Regions from separate parts of the Mus musculus genome. Here regions 1 and 2 are each linked to region 3. The links are chromatin contacts, called in public HiCAR-type and promoter capture Hi-C maps. All regions are on one chromosome and are shown on one strand. Each heading gives the region's core, a stretch centred on a gene start, on an enhancer-like site or on the middle of the called end of the contact. The rest is flanking DNA. Distances are from core to core; before and after follow the strand shown. Region 1 has its middle 130 kb from the start of Bdnf. Region 2 has its middle 33 kb from the start of Gm39905. Region 3 holds the start of Kif18a (kinesin family member 18A).

Region 1 (3,645 bases), core at 984-3,483, 280 kb before region 3:
TAAATATACTATGAAGGAAATCGTGGGGATAGTCTGTACCTTGAAAGGTAAGTATTCATTCATCTAATTTGTGACATATATACTCACTCAAAAAACTTAATGTTTTCTATGACTAATGTCTCAGTCTGTTTTTGTTAATTTAATAGGAACAATTTAACAATAGCAGAACTTTTGATCTTTCCCAGGAAGAAATGAGAAATGGTTTGTTACTTGATTTATTGTGGTGTATATAGGACTCTTAAAGTATGGGCTTACTGTTTTTCCTGTAAATGCACTAAACTCAGAGTGTGCATGTTGTCCATCAGTGCCCTCTGACATCAGAGGTTTTTTGAAAATGCCACATAATCCAAGGCTAGAGTATGTCTAAGAGTTTACAGAAGCAGTTATGGGAGACAACTGTCCTTTCCTGCTCCTGGATGTCGGTCTGTCAAGAACTATAATCCTGGAAAAATTATCCTATAGGGCAGGGAAGGGTGGTTGGTCAAATATCTTATTAAAAATAAAAGGTGGTAACACAGAATATGATGAAATTTAGAAGTTAGGAGGTAAAGATTAAAAAGTGCCCCCACCCCCCAAAGTGGCAAGAGGATGTGTGAATCTGGGGATGTGTGAATCTGGGAATGATCTGCGGTTATTTAGCTTTAAGTTTGCTTGATTTTTTTTTTTTTTTGTCCTACTTGAGGTATACACAATTACGCATTGTAAAAATCATTAGGAAGAAAATGGTCAGGAGACTAGGGAGGGGGAGTTCCAGTGAGGATGTGAGTACTAGCTGCAATCAGATCATGGGTTGCATCATAGCACATCTGGGGGTGTTCACCAGGAAGTCCACAACCTCTCATCTTTGAATGGATGCCCTAAGGGTCTACAGCGCTGGTTCCTGACTTTTCCCAGGGAAATGTATACAAATGTCTGCTTACCTCAGGTAGGGTCCAGGAAGAGGCCATTCTCATTGGTGAATCAATGAACTTATTTGGATTATTTATAAGACTCTGGGTGATTCAAAGGCAGATAAATCACCAAAAGGCCATGCCAGCATCAGGGGTAACTCTGTGTCCAACTTGCTCGCTACTCCATAGAAAAGTCTCTTTCCTAGTAATTATTTACTACTCATATAACTTTGGAAAGGAGCCTTATACGTCCTATAAACCTTCTAGTGTTCTAAGACTTGCAGTTTTACTTCTTAGTCTCTTTCCAGGAGGAAATGTGTGTGTGTGTAGGCTAGAGACCAATCTCAGGTGTCCTTGCGCAGAAGACATCCACTGTTTGTTTGTTCATTGATTGATTGATAGGGTATCTCAGCCTGAGATAACTAAACAGATAAAAGTGGGTGGCTTCTGAGACCCAGAGATGCTGCTGTCTCCACTTCCCCAGTCCTGGGGTTAGACATACATACCAGCATGCTCATCTTATTTTACCTGAACACTGGGGCTTGAACTCAAGTCCTCGGGCTTGTATGGCAAGCATTTGTATCAAGTGAGCTATCCTGCTAGCTCTGGAATGTTTCAATTCTAAGGAAATAACTACACAGTCAATGCTTAGTTTCTGACTTAGACGGAGATGCTTTGGGGGAGATTTTTGTCATTCTCCCCTATACAGGGGAGACATGATTCAGCCTAAAGCCACTAACAAGTAACAAGCTCATAGACAGAGGGAGGCCTGGGTTCTGGGAATTGTGATAATGAGGCTGCTAAGGGCCTCTGGGCCAAGTCAGCTGCTAAGGACACAGGCCCTGGCCAGCTCCTACCTCGTGTGGGCTTTGACTGGAAACTGTAGAAGCTCATTAGGGACGAATGGTTTTAAAAATAGTACCATCTTCTCTAATCAGGCAGTGGGCTAGGACTCAGACCCTCTCAATAGGAAATGTGGGCTGAGAGGGGAAGTCTGGGCAAGTCACTGAAGGGCATGGTAAGACAGCTGTAGCCAGCTGCCACCAGCTATAATTCTGGTCCCACCATCACCCACCTCCAAGGTCACAGTGATTGGAGGGCTAATTAGACACCCCCTATAGTACTACAGTGGATTCCTTGTGAAACACTGCCAACAACTGCCTGAAACAGCCTTTCAGAAAGAAGAGACATTATTAGGCTTGGTCTTGGGCTTGGGTTCGGGCAAGGCAAGTCTAGCTGGAAGTAAGCGTAGAGAACAGCATCTCACCCACACAGGCCTGGCCTTGCCAATAGTTCCTGGCTTGTGCTTCTGGGATTTCTGATGGGAATGCTGAGAATGGATGAGAGAAAGGCTCAGACTTCCTCCCCACACAGACACTGCTTATTGGAAGGATGTTGGCGCAAACCACACTGCTGGCTCTTCCATGCTTCCCCTCAGCTCAATTAAGGCAGCAATCGGTATTTCTTAATTGCGGCTCCCGTTCCATCTCCTGCCCCTCCCCCTCTCTTTGTCCACTGCAGTGTAGTACCAGGAGACCAATTTGTCCTTTGGGAATGCCCAGGAGGGAAAAGGAAGTGACTCAAAGAGGTTGAAAAGCTTTACTACCCAGAAGAGTTTTGAAGAAATAGTTGAGAAGTCAGAACTCTGTCTGGTCAACCTGTTACCCAAATCTGAGGCCACCCTCCAGCAGCCAGTGTAACACATGGCTCAGAACTCTGATTTACATTTATCTGGCCTTTCTTTTCCATATCTGATTTTCCTAGTTCCCTAGTTCTTACTGCTTAAGTGTCTTATTTTAATCCTTGTATCTTATATGAGAGACTTTGTGGGATGAGGTCAGGTATAAACATTAAAAGGAAAACTGAAATTATTTTGTGGAAAGAAAAACAAAACTGTGAGTGATGTGATAGTAAGAGACTCTCGTGTGTTTGTGTGTGTGTGTGTGTGTGTGTGTGTTTGTGTGCTTGCATGTGTGCATGTGTGTGTCCAAACTTGTGTGTTTGTGATATGTGAGTATGTGTGTGTGTCTGCTGCCTTGAGTCTTTCAAATTGAACTTGTATGGTCTTTGAGAAGATACTAAGGAAATTACTTGACATAAAGAAATTCCAGAAGTTTAATGGTTAATTCTAACTGAGGCACCCAAGGAGTTTGAAGCATTTCAGTGGATGGTCTGGGGTTCTCAGACTAAGATTTCCTAACAACTGTGTTCCATTCTTTCTTTTCTTCACTCTCTTCTCCCAATTACCTTTTACTATTTTCCTCTTCCTTGTCTGCATGCCTATCTTTCTCTTACTTCCTTATATGTTTATTGAATATTCAAGTTTAAGGCTCTATATCAAATATAATATCACAACTAATCTTATATAAATCTTTATTAGAAGCTTCTTAGTGTAATTACTAGAGATCAAATACATTCCAACATGACCATCTGACCATCATAAGTGATGTGCATGTGTGTGATATGTGTGAGTTTGTATGTGTATCTGTGTTTGACTTGATACAGTCAAAGCCCTGTGGATTTTATTTTTCTGTTTTCTATTGTCTTTTATTTATTTCTATTCTCTTCTATGTCATTTACTATGTTCAGTGCCTAGTGACTCTATTTTAGTATTCAATATACTACAATTCAATATGCTCCCTTTCTTGAATGACATTGTAAACATAGAAACTCTTTTGTTTCAAGGCAAATACCTTTTTGAGGCCCCTGAGACCAGTAATCTGTTTAACTTCTTTCTTGGATATACACAGTTGGT
Region 2 (3,823 bases), core at 694-3,193, 430 kb after region 3:
ATGCTATCCCAAAAGTCCCCTATACCCTCCCCCGACCCTGCTCCCCTATCCACTCACTCCCACTTCTTGTACCTGGCATTCCCCTGTACTGGGGCATATAAAGTTTCCAAGACCAAGGGACCTCTCCTCCCAATGATGGCCGACTAGGCCATCTTCTGCTACATATGTAGCTAGAGACAGGAGTTCTGGGATACTGATTAGTTCATGTTGTTGTTCCACCTATAGGGATGCAGACCCCTTCAGCTCCTTGGGTTATTTCTCTAGTTCCTCCATTGGGGGCCCTGTGTTCCATCCTATAGATGACTGTGAGCATCCACTTCTGTATTTGCCAGGCACTGGCATAGCCTCACAGGAGACAGCTATATCAGGGTCCTTTCAGCAAAATCTTGCTGGCATTTGCAATAGTGTCTGCATTTGGTGGCTAATTATGAAATGGAACCCCAGGTGGGGCAGTCTCTGGATGGTCCATCCTTTCGTCTTAGCTCCAAACTCTGTTTCTGCAACTCCTCCCATGGGTATTTTGTTCCCTATTCTAGGGAGGAATGAAGTATCCACGCGTTGGTCTTCCTTCTTCTTGATTTTCTTGTGTTTTGGAAATTGTATTTTGGATATTCTAGATGTGAGAATCTTCATAAAAATTAGAGCTGGCTCCACATAGAAGGTCTGTTTAAGCTGAGAAGGGAAATATTAACTGTTGAGAGCTAGAAGAACAATACAGAAGGTTAAACACCTTACAGAAGGCATAAGATACAAAACATTAAAATATGTGTTTGGAAATCTGCATCTCTTAGGATGTAAATTGTCAGAGAATTAAGGTGAGAGAGGAACAGAAAAAGCTCTTGTGACATGATACATTTTGTCATTTCAAGGTGGACATTTGGTTGACTGAGACATATTGTTGGAGGAAAAGAGCTGGATATTCCTCAAAGAAGATCGGGAAGAATGGATTGGGCTAATGGCTCTGTCACAAGAATGTGAAGGCTCAGCTTGGGGGAGTTGAGTGGTTCCCTGGAGACCAAACAAAAACCCATTTGTCCTAATTTAACCTCAGCAACTAATGCATAACTATTGAAAAGCTCCTTGAGGACAAGCCTAATAATTTACACAAACTGAGTTAATCTGCAGGCATCCCTCATGCCGAGGCTCATTCTCAATGATGATAAGCAAAGGGAGAGATTTGATGAGTCTTTTGCACTTCATCAGATCTATTCATTTGTTGTTACCTATAAGACATTTTTGCCAAATTTCCCCCCTCATGCTTTGATTCATGTAAATATTAACCAACATTTATATTGTGCCAGTTATAGCTTTGTCCATGATGTTCTGTACTTAGCATCTCATAACAACCTTCTAAAGGAGCTGGTAGGTTCTGTACAAGAGTTCCCCCTTAATAGCCCCTGGGATAGGTAACAGAGATGTAAATGTGTAGGGAACATCATATAACTTTCTCCCCTGGAGGAACTGGGGTGAAATCCAGATAACCTTGGGTATAATTTACAGTATCAGACCCCTATCCTATGATAGACTCCTTTCTATAGACAGCAATTTGCTGATGAGACCAGTGTTGAAGGTCTTAATGTGAAGCTTCATAATAACACACGTTGTGTCACTTTAGAGAGGACATAACTGAGTGGAAAGAGAACCTGCTGTGGCATCACACATACTACTTGTATAGCCTTTACTTAGCTAAGTAAGTTCTTAGCTACTTTTTCATTATTCTTGTAAGTGGAAATGGAAATTTACACATTGCAGTGTGGGTTTGAAGATGATGAGTAATCCAGGTAGCACTTCCTGGCATATAGTGAGTTCTTGATAAACATTAGCCATTAGAATTAGTTGTACTTGCAAATGTGACGGCCACCTGCTTCTCTTACGTCCTCAGCTTGGGTACTGTGGGGAACAGATTAAGTGCTAAATAAAGGATGGCTGACTGGGTGACTGATATTTTTTGCCTAGCTTGGGGGAAGACATCCCAGAACAATATGTTACTATTAGTCATTTTCTCCCTAATTTGTACACAGTCTCTTTAATAACAATTTGCACTTTCATAGTGCTTTCTATTAAAACAGCATCATCGTTGCCACTATTAACAAGCCTTGCAAATACCTGTGTCATGGCAAGGCTGTGTATTCTATTAAATTCTTGTTCAGGTTTTAAAATGTTAGTCATTTAACACACACACACACACACACACACACACACACACACACACACACACACACACATACACACACACACACACACACACACTGAGCAAGCTTAGAATGTCCATTACACTACAGTAGTTGGCTGCCTTCATGCAGAGCTCTCCATTTTGGAACTGCAAGTCCTCTTCTCTTCTTATGACAGTTTCCAGCTGAAGTTCATGGCTAAAAGCAAAGCCATTGATTTTTTGAGCAAATTATTTGTGTGTTCATTAAACTGCCATTTTCTCAGACTAAGTTGCTGTTCTGAATTAGCTTGTTATTTGCCTACTTAGAATAGTCCAGATCTAGAAGGCCACACAAATCAGGAAATTAAGGCCCCCAAAGTATAACTTTAAATAAACTGTTGCCAAAAGCAACTGGCACTATTGACATGAACCAAGGGCCTACTTTATTACGATAGGAAAGAAACTACCAATATTTGTTAACATAATAGCTAACTCTCTTGCGTGCCAGTATTTCATTTTATAACCTAAACACACATGGTTTTGGTTCCAAAGAGCAAGGGGATCTATTTATATAATGTGAGCATTATTATGTTTTTAAACTCGAGCAGCAGATAAGAAGACAGTCACTAATCCCATGTGGCAAATCCTACTCAAAGTGTACTTTTTCTCCACTTGCAGCCAATCTGTTCTTGCTGCAGTATTTGTTATCTAGTATTCTTTTTTAAAACATGGGTAAAGACCTCTCAGCCTTTTGGTCTCAGAGGCAGAAAAATGCTGTGCTTCACACTGTTCTTCGTGATCTCAGCCTTTTGGTCTCAGAGGCAGAAAAATGCTGTGCTTCACACTGTTCTTCGTGATCTCCTTATGAACAACAGATTATGCAAATCTGTCTTGCTTGCTGTCCTCATTGTTTCTCTCTTACTATCTCACAGCCTACGTGGTCCCCTAGAGCCTCTCCCACCAGCTATACATGTGTATTTTATTTTGCTAGTTACTTTCTATCCTTGAATTTCATTTTTTTAAACACCTATAATATGAGAGAAAGCTAAAAGTAACACCTTTAATAGGTTTTTTTTCTAGCTGAAATAATATACATTCTGTTGTGATGCATTAGGTTGTTAATGATTCTTTTTTTTCTCAGTGAGTATTTCTTGAGATGAAGTCTTAAAGATATTTTGAATTTCTATGGGGGAAACAATGGTCTAATGGTCATATTAGTTTCCTGTTGATGCTGTAGCAAGTTTACTATAAACATACAAACTTAAATAATGCAGATTTATTATTTTAGAATTCCATGAGTTGCTATAGCTTGTCTTACAGCTTTATGACATATATTGGAGCACAATAAAGCTCTTAGCAACTTCTGAGGGCTTTAGGTGAGAAACTTTTCTTGGCTTTCTAGCTTTGATAAGCTGGCTTTACTCTTAGCTCATATTCTGTCCTCAAACAGCAGCAGTATTGATTCTCTCTGTGACTCTTCCTCAGTCATGTTTTCCTCTAACTGATTCACTCTCCTCCCACTCTTCATCCTCCCTCTTCTCTTTCAAAAAGCATGTGATTAAACAGGCCAGATAATTCAGAATAACAGAAAATCAACCTTAGTTGTATCTACAACATTTATTCCAATATATCAGGCAATACAATGTAGTTACAGGTCTTATGGTTTAGAAC
Region 3 (3,837 bases), core at 402-2,901:
TGCTCACCTCTGTGTTTTTCCTGGAAGGAGTGAATTATGAAATGTAACTTGGTTTTTTTCCTTTTGTTTTTCTGATACCATACAGTAAGTATTCTTAATGAATATGATTGAAAGGCTTTCCCCAGGTCAGTATGGTGGTAACAGTGATGCTCACATGAGTTACTCTCTGCCAGGAACCATGGCAGACACTTCATACCCAAGTCATTCAACGCGCATAATAACTATGCAAGGTTGCCTCACATACGGAGGAACTTAGTAATGTTTCCAAATGTTATTACTAATATGACAGAAAGCGGACCCAGCTACAAATCCAAATCTCATGACTGAGAAAAAGAAAATGCTTCCAAACAGGTGTATAGAAGCACAATGACATAGCTACGAATTATTCCCAACTCAGGTAGAAAATTCTGATTCGACATGGTTTAGAACAGGGACCTTGCCTCATTTACAGTTTCTATCTGGCTTAAACCTTTCTGTCAGTCACTGATTTGACTGCCTTACTAACACGAGGGAAGATTATCAGTATTGGTGGTGGGCCAATTGTTTTTCTATTGCCTTTCATAGCATTAACAGCATAGTCAATTTATAGTGTCTATTGAAAAGTATAACTACAGTGGGACAAAATGCTCTTTAAAATAAAAAAATCTTAAATATCTGTAAATACTGGTTCAATGAGAATACCTCTCAAGGCAAATCATTCCTGCTGACTGAAATAGTTCTTTTCATACACTGAATTCAATAGCAAGTACTATTTATTAGCTCTGTGGGATTCATATTCTCTAACATCAAAGGTCAAGAAAACCTTCCAAAACCCAAGGTAGGAACTGGACAAAGTGGACTGATGTCACCAACAAAATTAGTTCTACTCCAGTAATCCCCATTCATATTATAATGAGCAACAGTCAGCATTGGCTTTTTTTGTACTAGGCAAGGCAAATGAGCTCCTGCTGAAAAGGCTGCAGAAACTGCAGGATTAGAGGCTGCTTTCTGGCCTCCTGGCACTTTTTTGTCTTTGTTTCTTTTTTTCCGTGACCTTCAGCATCACAGGTGAGCAGTCAGGGCCGGTTTTGCTTGAGGCTACAACTGGGCTCCAGACTGACCTGACAGCCTCTCTGCACAAAAGCTCCTCCCATGAAGTAAAGCCCAGAAGTCGCACACTCCCATGTGCAGCCCAAGCAGGACACTCTGAATTTGGAATCCGGAAGGAACCTCACGCTCTAGGAGGCTGAACTGTGAGCGTCCTCAGTTTAAGTCTGAGAAAGGGACCAGCTTCCCCTCGGGGTTCAGTGGCGAAGCCTAGAACCTCGGTGCTGAGAAAGGCTCGCCTTGTCATGCACACTCGGTAGCTCCGGGTCTTTCCAAGCCGCAATACCGAGGGGACCCTCGACCTGCATCGCCCGCCGAAAGCTAATTTGTCGCCTGACACCGGATCCTCCACTCCGGCGACCCTCGAATCAACCCACGCGTCCCCAGACACAGCGCCCACCTCACTCACCTACAAGAAGTGACCGTCACAACTTGGCAGAGTTGGCTTCCAGGCGCTCCAAACACAGCCACAAATTCAAACCCAAGCCAGCTTCCCCAGCTATCCATCTCATTGGCTGCCGTTCGGATGACGTCAGCACGTCAGACGTTTTCCTGAGCGACTCGCAGTTTGGCGCCAGAGGCTGGGCCTCAGATGCCGGAGGAGAAGTTACTTTCCTGGGCGTCGCCGTGGCAACGCGCGCGGTCGTTTCCGGCAGCCGTGACGGAGGTGGGCGGAGCTCGGGCGGCGGTGCAGGTGGGAAGCAGCCACCTGGGATATTTAGTATTGCCACAGTCCTAGGGTCTGGGGTGCCCTGGGCTTTGGGTGATGTTTCTCTTAGGGGGAGAGGCGGAGTCTGCGGGCCTGTAAAAGGGCCTGGGTTATTTTGTCCTTTTTCCCTTTCTGATTAGTCAAGTTCCCAAGGATTAGGACTCAGGCTTTGGAAGGTATGGTGCCTCCATGTGAATTAATTACAAGTCCCAAGTCTTCTTTTGTCAGGGTTTCCTGGCCTGCTCCCGTTATTACTGATTAAAAATATTTGGTATTTGCGAAAATATTTGCTATTTGCCAGCATTTAACATGCTCCAAGTATGACCTTACAAACTAAAAATCACTTAAATATATTGGCCTAGTCACATTATTGGATCATGGGCTTCTTGTTTCAGATTGCATTATTTCTGAATGTATACATTAGAAAGAAAAATGCATTAAAAACATAGGGAATATTAAAAAATTGGCAGGGTATTTTATATTTGTATTGTTGGCTAGGCAAGCCTTTTATCAGTTGACATTCTCAACCCTTTAGAAAAATTTAGTAGTACGATCTGAATTACATTGTTATTGTTTATATGACTCTATTTAGTAAGCAACTCTTACTTGCAGATTTTAGGAGCATATTAGTACACACTGAAGTCAGCATCCCTTCCCTCCTGGAGTTTAGATTTCTGTAAAAATAGGATGTTACAGGGCAGAGGATTTATGCATGTGTCTGTCTATTGTCTATCTATCTATCTATCTATCTAATCTATTTTATATTTTTAAACAAGGTCTTGCCCAGTAGTCATGGCTGGCCTGGAACTTGCCATGTAGACACAAATGGGCTGGAACATATAGAGATCTTCTTGCTTCTGCTTCCTGTGTGCTGAGATTAAAGGCATAGGCCACCACACCCAGCAGTGCAGAGTACTATTAGTCACATTTTTACGTTGAAATCCCATAGATTATGATTATGTCTTAAATCTACTGAAGAAAATCAGGAGAGTTGCAAATTATACATTATTCTTTGTTTTATGAATTTTTTCTGAGCCCTGGAGAGTGCGTCAATAAAGTGACTACTTATTTCTTATTATAGTATATGTACCAACTAATGCCATCATCATTTTTGTGACATTGGTTTGGTAATAAAAATGAGGAGAGTTTGCAAGGCAGTGGTGGCACACGCCTTTAATCCCAGCACTTGGGAGGCAGAGGCAGGCAGATTTCTGAGTTCAAGGCCTGCCTGCTCTACAGGGTGAGTTCCAGGATAGCCAAGGCTACACAGAGAAACCCTGTCTCGAAAAAAAAAAATGAGGAGAGTTCATTTTGTTTTAAATATTCTTTCCATATATAGTGCTTGACCTTTGGTGTCTCAGGCATATTTTTAACCCCTTAAACATTACCTTACTTTATTCTCAAAACAGACTATAAGATATAAACATATTGTTTTGATTTTATTAGGAGAAAACTGAAGTGTTAGAAAAACTTTTATAGGGAAGTATTTCTCTTGTAAAAGAAACCAAGTCAAAATTAGCCATTTGTTTTTAAAATACTTTCTAGGTCAAGTGACTATAATATATTTTAATTTAGTTTGAAAATATGTTTATCTTGTTATCTTGAAAAATTATATTGGTAAATGACTAAGTAGGCATGTACATTCCATCTTTGTCTTGTTTTGACATTCACACTATATAGGCTTCTTAGTGTTACAAGTGTCGCCACATGTAATCCCAATACTACCCATTTAATTTCACTTCTGCATTGCACTTGCTTGATAGCAGGGTTCCACTAATGAGATCCATACTCTCCAGGAATCATACATTTGGTTAAAACAGAGAGGTTTTAACAATACAACCAATACTATTATTGTGCAGTTGTCAACTCATGAATTTGGCAGAAGTAATAACAGGACGAGAGAACCTCATGCTTTTTAACAAAATTAAAGAGTCGGGGTAGGGGACCGGAACTTCCCAAAAGTACAGGGTTAAGAAGGTTGAAATTTCCACCTTTGGTTAGAAATTGGATGATGCATGGAGCCATTATTTTATAGTAGACAG

What was found. Promoter capture Hi-C pulls out the DNA fragments that hold promoters and counts their contacts. HiCAR-type assays count read pairs that join an accessible place to other places.
Region 1: a HiCAR-type map of astrocytes shows a contact between it and region 3, with 2.6 times the contacts expected there. The contact joins the enhancer-like site here to the promoter of Kif18a in region 3. A contact is called at or near these places in 5 of 39 promoter capture datasets (the 3T3-L1 cell line, 3T3-L1-derived adipocytes, the C10 cell line and 2 more), 2 of 484 Hi-C or Micro-C datasets (cerebellar granule neurons and cerebral cortex) and 1 of 115 datasets of contacts at active chromatin or transcription factors (astrocytes).
Region 2: a promoter capture Hi-C map of hippocampal neurons shows a contact between it and region 3, with 2.5 times the contacts expected there. The contact joins the enhancer-like site here to the promoter of Kif18a in region 3. A contact is called at or near these places in 3 of 39 promoter capture datasets (cranial neural crest, hippocampal neurons and second pharyngeal arch cranial neural crest), 5 of 115 datasets of contacts at active chromatin or transcription factors (embryonic limb bud, embryonic stem cells, large pre-B cells and 1 more) and 1 of 9 other capture datasets (pancreatic islet).

Annotation. Positions count from the first base shown.
Region 1 is chr2:109,557,904-109,561,548 of GRCm38.p6, reverse strand. No RefSeq gene overlaps it. Among named protein-coding and RNA genes, the nearest start is that of Bdnf, 130 kb to the left of the region's middle. Within about 2 kb of position 2,233, at least 17 of the 459 cell types and tissues checked have an H3K27ac peak or open chromatin away from gene starts, as enhancers often do. A contact at or near this core is called in astrocytes, where this site is marked.
Region 2 is chr2:108,846,336-108,850,158 of GRCm38.p6, reverse strand. No RefSeq gene overlaps it. Among named protein-coding and RNA genes, the nearest start is that of Gm39905, 33 kb to the left of the region's middle. Within about 2 kb of position 1,943, at least 6 of the 459 cell types and tissues checked have an H3K27ac peak or open chromatin away from gene starts, as enhancers often do. A contact at or near this core is called in hippocampal neurons, where this site is marked.
Region 3 is chr2:109,278,552-109,282,388 of GRCm38.p6, reverse strand. Kif18a (kinesin family member 18A) reads right to left here and starts at 1,651. Exons shown (of 17, transcript NM_139303.1): 1 at 1,496-1,651. It also overlaps a transcript of Mettl15 not described here.